Linked DNA regions of Danio rerio: region 2 is linked to region 1. The links are chromatin contacts, called in public HiCAR-type maps. All regions are on one chromosome and are shown on one strand. The core of a region is the stretch at or near the end of the contact, and the rest is flanking DNA. Distances in the headings are between cores, read along the strand shown. Region 1 overlaps tbl1x (transducin beta like 1 X-linked). Region 2 has its middle 63 kb from the start of nlgn4xb.

The links. HiCAR-type assays count read pairs that join an accessible place to other places.
Region 2: a contact with region 1 is called in a HiCAR-type map of caudal fin, with 8 times the contacts expected there. The contact joins two enhancer-like sites. A contact is called at or near these places in 3 of 18 Hi-C or Micro-C datasets (caudal fin, embryo and an unstated tissue) and 1 of 4 datasets of contacts at active chromatin or transcription factors (caudal fin).

Annotation. Positions count from the first base shown.
Region 1 is chr9:57,385,016-57,388,720 of GRCz12tu, forward strand. All of the region lies in intron 1 of tbl1x (transducin beta like 1 X-linked), which reads right to left. Among named protein-coding and RNA genes, the nearest start is that of tbl1x, 9.3 kb to the right of the region's middle. Within about 2 kb of position 2,411, at least 40 of the 62 cell types and tissues checked have an H3K27ac peak or open chromatin away from gene starts, as enhancers often do.
Region 2 is chr9:57,601,102-57,604,946 of GRCz12tu, forward strand. No RefSeq gene overlaps it. Among named protein-coding and RNA genes, the nearest start is that of nlgn4xb, 63 kb to the right of the region's middle. Within about 2 kb of position 1,565, at least 4 of the 62 cell types and tissues checked have an H3K27ac peak or open chromatin away from gene starts, as enhancers often do.

The sequences.
Region 1 (3,705 bases), core at 1,161-3,660:
AAAAGTAATTTTTTCATAATATGTCCCTTTTATATCAGTGTTGTTTGATTACCTTCATTTTATTAGTCGACACAAACCGCCCGTAGGACATGAAAAGCAGATCTGTATGAACTGATCATGGGAACCTGCTGAACTTCTGCTAATCCACGTCAGAGGAGAGTCACTAATTACACTGATGTCCGCAGAAAGACTCAACACAGAGGACAGTGTCAGGCTTTGCAGGCCCTCTGTAGTGTGCAATGAAGAGAAGTGCACTAGATATAGTCAGAGGCCATGAAAGAGGAGAAACTAAAACACAAGAGCATCATCAGCACAATTAAGAATTATAGGAACTCTTGTTTACTTTTGTGATGTGTTCGAAAACTGTATAAATAAACCATTAAAAAAATAGCCCAGAGCGCCGTCTGATGATGAAAACTAGCCTAGAGCACCGTTAAAAACTAGCCTAGAGCACTGTATGCTGTTAATAATATCCCAGAGCACGGTCTACTACGGTTGGGCGATGTTGACCAATTTGGCATTGTACGATGTCTAAAGTGAAACATCACAATAGACAATGCCATCGTCGTCGTAGGCGGGGGTGGTTATTAAATTTCAATTAAATCAAAACGAATTAATTATTTGTAGCCAACTGTTTTCACTACCTGACCCGCATGGTCTTTGCTTTACCCATAACCAAACCATTAAAAAATAAAGTTACAAACAAATGACCACCTGGCACCTGTCAATCACTTTTTTTCTGAAGGACTCTTGCATGAATGGGCAGTGATCTGTGTTGTTATAATGGCTTTTCCCACAGCTGGTGGAGGAGACGAGAGTTCGGTTGGCCCTGTGCACCGTCTACTGTTACAACTAGCCAAGAGCACTATTTAAAACTAACCTAGAGCGTCGTCTACTGTTTAAACTAGCCTAGAGTGTCATCTACATTTAAAACTAGCCTAGAGCATCGTCTGCTGTTTAAACTAGCTTAGAGCGCCATTTAAAACTTAACTAGAGCACCGTCTACTGTTACAACTAGTCTAGAGCACGATTTAAAACTAACCTGGATCGTCTACTGTTTAAACTAGCCTAAAGATTCATCTACTTTTAAAACTAACCTAGAGCGTCATCTACTTTAAACTAGCCTAGAGTGTCATCTACATTTAAAACTAGCCTAGAGCGTCGTCTGCTGTTTAAACTAGCCTAGAGCGCCATTTAAAACTTAACTAGAGCACCGTCTACTGTTACAACTAGTCTAGAGCACTATTTAAAACTAACCTGAATCGCCGTCTACTGTTTAAACTAGCCTAAAGAGTCATCTACTTTTAAAACTAGCCTAAAGTGTCATCTACATTTAAAACTTGCCTAGAGCGTCATCTACTGTTTAAACTAGCCTAAATTGTCATCTACATTTAAAACTAGCCAAAAGTGTCATCTACATTTAAACCTAGCCTAGAGCGTCGTCTACCGTTTAAACTAGCCTAGAGCGTCAACTACTGTTTAAACTAGCCTAAATTGTCATTTACATTTAACACTAGCCTAGAGCGTCATCTGCTGTTAAAACTAGTCTAGAGCGTCGTCTGCTGTTAAAACTAGTCTAGAGCGCAGTCTACTGTTACAACTAGCCTAGAGCACTGTCTGCTGTTAAAATTAGTCTAGAGCGTCGTCTACTGTTAAAAACTAGTCTAGAGTATGGTCTACTGTTAAAACTAGCCTAAAGCGTCGTCTGCTGTTAAAACTAGCCTAGAGTGCCATATACTGTTTAAACTAGCCTAGAGCATCATCTACTTTTAAAACTAGCCTAGAGCGTTGTCTGTTACATCGCCTAGAGTAGTATTTAAAACTAACCTACAGCGTTGTTTACTGTTAAAACTAGCTTAGAGCATCATCTACTGTTAAAACTAGCCTAGAGTACTATTTAAAACTAACCTAGAGCGTTGTCTACTGTTTAAACTAGCCTAGAGCACCATCTACTGTTAAAACAAGCCTAGAGTGCAGTCTACTGTTAAAACTAGCCTAGAGGGTCATCTACTTTTACAACAAGCCTGGAGCGTCGTCTACTGTTAAAACTAGCCTAGAGCATTGTCTACTGTTAAAACTAGCCTAGAGCACTATTTAAAACTAGCCTAAAGTGTCATCTACTATGAAAATCTAGCCTACAGGGTCCTTAAAAACAGCCACAAAACCAAAAGATTACCCAAAGAACACAGAAGTAATGAAACTGTTAATGTCAGCATGTCCTTAAAAAAGACATTAACAACAAAAACAACCCTGTTTAATGAACATAATCTCAGTTAATAGATAATGGAAAAATAAAAACTGTCAGCAAAGAAAAGGCAGTGTGGTGAATGTGGCAGAAACTGAATGAAGCAGCAGAGACACAGAGCTCATTTTCTCCTGGCTGGTCACGGCTGACAGATGTGCGGTAAAACCTGCAAACAGCAGCCATTTTCTCCTGAGTGGCACAGCAGATGAACCACAAGCAACACATCCATGGTACACTCATCACTCATGCTGCACACCACTCACAGCTGGACAAACCACTGATCATTATTAGCAAAAATAAATAAAGAAATAAAGAAATTAAATGAAATGAAATAAGGACTAAACTGAAGAAAAAGAATAAATTAAAAATTGTAAAAAACTAAATACCAAAACTAAATAGAAAATCAAAGAAATTTAAATAAAATAAAACGCAAACCATAACTAAATAGAAAATTAAATTGAAATAAACCAAAACTAAATAGAAAAAAATACATTAAACAAATAAGCCTAAAAACTAAATATAAAATAAAATAAAAATAAATTAAGCCAAAAAACAAACAGACAAAACTACAGAGAAAATTTAAATAATAAAAAAACATAACTAAATAGACAATATGATTTAAATTAAACAACAAATAAACCAAAACTACATATAAAATAAATTAAATGAAAATAAAATAACAAATAAGCCTAAAAAAACTAAATAGAAAATAAAATAAAAATAACAAAAAAAAAACAACAAATATTACTATTTGTAATAATATAAACGAAAACTAAATAAAACATTAAAATTTAATACAAAAATACCAAAAAATAATAATAATAATTTAAATATATAAAAACACCAAAACAAAACAGAAATAAAGAAATTTAAATAAAATAAAAAATAAACAAATACATAAAAAATAATGAAAATAAAATGAAATAAAATAACAAACAAACCTAAAAACTAAATAGAAAATAAAATAAAAAATAAAAAAATAACAAAAAATTATAATTTAAAATAAAGCAAAAATTTACAAAAACAAAAGAAAAAACAAATAAAAAATAAGACTAAACAAAAGCAAAAAGTCTTGCCTTTTCACAATGGATGACTCATTTGTAAGTCCCTTTTGACAAAAGTATCTGCTAAATTAATAAACAGAAACGCATTGAGGAAGAAAGATTGACTTTACAACCCAAATAAAACCAACTGCAGAAAACTACAAGGCAGACTTCTTCTGTATTTAATATGCATCAATATTATTTATAAATTACTGTCATGGTTTCCGCTACATTCATTCTTCTATGGCCGGGCGCCAAGCCAAAATTCATCCCGCCAAGCTACATTACAGCTTCTCATTCAAAACATTTTATTTTTTATTAGCGGGTTAAAATCGCACCAAAATGTATTAAAGGGTAAGTGACATATAACAGCGCAAACTTTTCTGTAACCGTTTAGTGCTGTGCATCATTTGTTTA
Region 2 (3,845 bases), core at 315-2,814, 220 kb after region 1:
TTATTAGTTGGTATGTTGTGGTGATTCTATAGTTGCTATGGTAACACAAGAACTACTATTAGTTGATCTGTTGAGGTGATTCTATAGTTGCTATGGTCACACAAGTACTATTATTAGTTGGTCTGTTGTGGTGATTCTATCGTTGCTATGGTAACACAAGTACTATATTGATTGATCTAATGTGGTGATTCTATAGTTGTTATGGTAACACAAGAACTATTATTAGTTGATCTGTTGAGGTGATTCTATAGTTGCTATGGTAACTCAAGTACTATTATTAGTTGATCTGTTGAGGTGATTCTATAGTTGCTATGGTAACACAAGTACTATTTTTAGTTGATCTGTTGAGGTGATTCTATAGTTGCTATGGTAACACAATTACTATTTTTAGTTGGTCTGTTGTGGTGATTCTATAGTTGCTATGGTAACACAAGAACTATTATTAGTTGATCTGTTGTGGTGATTCTATAGTTGCTATGGTAACACAAGTACTATATTGATTGATCTGTTGTGGTGATTCTATAGTTGCTATGATAACATAAGTACTATATTGATTGATCTGTTATGGTGATTCTGTAGTTGCTATGGTAACACAAGTACTATATTGATTGATCTGTTGTGATGATTCTACAGTTGCTATGGTAATACAACAACTACAGTAAATGATCAGTTGCAGTGATTCTATTGTTGCTATGGTAGCACATTAATTGATCTGTTGCAGTGATACTATAGTTGCTATGGTAACACAAGTGCTATATTAATTGATCTATTGCGGTGATTTTATAGTTGCTATGGTATCATGAACTATAATTAATTGTTCTGTCGTGATTCTATAGTTGCTATGGTAACACATTAATTGATCTTTTGCAGTGATTCTATAGTTGCTATGGTAACACAAGTAATATGTTAATTGAACTGTTGTGGTAATTCTATAGTTGCTATGGTAACACAATAACTATAGTAATTGATCTGTTGTGGTTTTGCAGTTGCTATGGTAACACAGCAACTATGTTAATATAAACAAATGACCCAATACTCTAGTGTTACTATAAGGTGTAATATACTACAATACACTACAGTTACTGTTGTAAAAACTAAACTACAGTATTCATTACAGCTGATCAGTTCAGTGCTGGAGCATTGCTAATACTACAATAGTACAAAACACTTCACTATATTAAGAACTATATCACTCTAACCAGACAACCCAATCTGGCAACCCTGTTCAATTCATCTCTTTTTCATGATGTGACCGAATGACTGGAGACATTTACGGTTTTCCTTCTTTTACAGGACGGATGTGGACTCATACCTGCGGTTAATAATGAAGCTCTTGTGCTGTAATTGGAAGTAAAGCGCTTCATTATTTCTCCACATTGTCTCCAGCTAACAGAATGGCTGTGTTTTTATGGCCGGGGTGGTCGCGGACCCCCCGCCGCCGCCCCTCCGCTGCTGTCCTGGCCAAGTGGAGCAGAAAGCAGCGATTGTGCACTTTTATTGAACTGTAATGGACTGATTCATCGTGGGCTTCAGGAGTCAGGCTCCTCTGGATTACCTTCCCAGTGGAGGGTTGCCAGATCTGTATTAAAATAAATGAGAAGAGCCGGAGCCAAGAAGCAGAGCCAGAGGATATTGCTCCATCCCAGGTCCCGGCCTTTAGAAGAGTGCTTCAGTAACTGTGTCTGACACCAGATCACCAGCTTTTCTACATCAGCACCAGTGTTGGGTGCGATGAGGAGTAATTAGTGCTGTAATTATTGCACTTTTCTAAAGTAATCTAAAGGATCATTTGTAGGTATTTACACTGTAAAATCAGGTATCAATGTGAGCTATTTACAATGTAGCAAATAAAAAAGACTAAGGCCATGTTCACACATTCACGGGTAATACTATGTTTGCTGTGGTAACAACAAGAACTGAATTAATTGATCTGTTGTGGTGATTCTATAGTTGCTATGGTAACACAAGTACTATACTAATTGAGCTTTATAGTTTCTATGGTGACACATTTGTTGTAGTGATCCTATAGTTGCTATGGTAACAACGACTATTGTAATTGATCTGTTGTGGTGATTCTATAGTTGCTATGGTAACACATTAGTTGATCTGTTGTAGTAATTCTATAGTTGCTATGGTAACAACACCTACAGTAATTGATCTGTTGTGGTGATTCTGTAGTTGCTATGGTAACACATTAGTTGATCTGTTGTAGTAATTCTATAGTTGCTATGGTAACAACACCTACAGTAATTGATCTGTTGAGGTGATTCTATTGTTGTTATGGTAACATTATTTGATCTATTGAAGTGATTCTACAATTGCTATGGTAACACATTAATAGATCTGTTGTGGTGATTCTGTAGTTGCTATGGTAACCCAAGTACTGTATTGCTTGATCTGTTGTGGTAATTATATAGTTGCTATGGTAACACATTAATGGATTTGTTGTGGTGATCCTATAGTTGCTATAGTAGCACAACAACTTTAGTAATTGATCTGTTGTGGTGATTTTATTGTTGCTATGGTAACACAACAACTATATTAATTGATCAGTTGTGGTGATTCTATGGTTGCTATGGTAACACATTCATTAATTTGTTGTGATTCTATAGTTGCTATGGTAACATATTAATTGATCTGTTGTGGTGATTCTATAGTTGCTATGGTAACACAAGTACTGTATTGATTGATCCGTTTGTAGTGATTATAAAATTGCTATGGTAACACATAAATTGATCAGTTATGGCGATTCTATAGTTGCTATGGTAACACATGCATTGTTCTGTTGTGATTCTATAGTTGCTATGGTAACATAAGTACTATAATAATTGATCTATTGTCGTGACTAAACAGTTGCTATGGTAACACATTAATTGATCTGTTGCAGTGATTCTATAGTTGCTATGGTAAAACAAGTAATTTATTGATTGATCTGTTTTAGTCATCCTGTTTATTACAGTTGATCGGTTCACTATAGTTAATACCACAGTATTTGAAGCATTCATTACCAAAGAACTGTAAATACTGTAATGTGTACATTTTACTATAGTACGTTTAAAAAAATCTCCTTAGTTTTCTTGATGTGTGTGTTCAGGAGGCGATCCGCTGGAGCCTGGAGTGTGTGTGTGTGTTCATCTGCTCTGGAATGATGTGGATCTCCAGCTGAGCTTGATCTCAGTGTTGGAGCAGGTCAAGCAGAAGCCGTGTTTGTGTCTCCTTCCAGACTCCTGCAGATAATGCAATAGAGCAGGGAAATCCGAGACGCTTCATCCACACTATATTATGACCTGTGGAGGAGAAGAAGGCTCTCGGCTTCCTGGAGACTAAATTAAATCACATGCCCAGGTGTTAGGGGTTATTCTGTGACACGCTACTGTTTCATTTAGCTTTTTTCCTGTGCAGAAATAATGTAATATATTTATAATGTAAGCATGTGATGTGCTTTCCTCATGCATGACTTACAGAAAACAGCTACGTGTAATTGAGCGGAAAATACAGTAGTTTCTATCTTCAATCAAAACTCTTGTCAGTCATATTTAGATCAAGAATTATTTGAAGACGTGATGTTAAATATAATGTTTAAAAACAAATGTCGCCACTGGCTTGCTTGGTTTGGGATTTGTGGAGCTGTGCATGGATGGATTTGCCCTTCAGTGTTTCAGTTTGCCCTTCAACTCTAAAAACTGGACTTTAGTACACTGTAAAACCCAACAGTCAACTTTGTCAAATGAAATGAGTGTAGTTAATTTAAAATTTACTGAAAGTTATTCTACTCATTTGAAAAGAGTTTTGAACTCAGTGTTGAAATAAATGAGTTGATTAAATACCTTATACCTGCCAACACT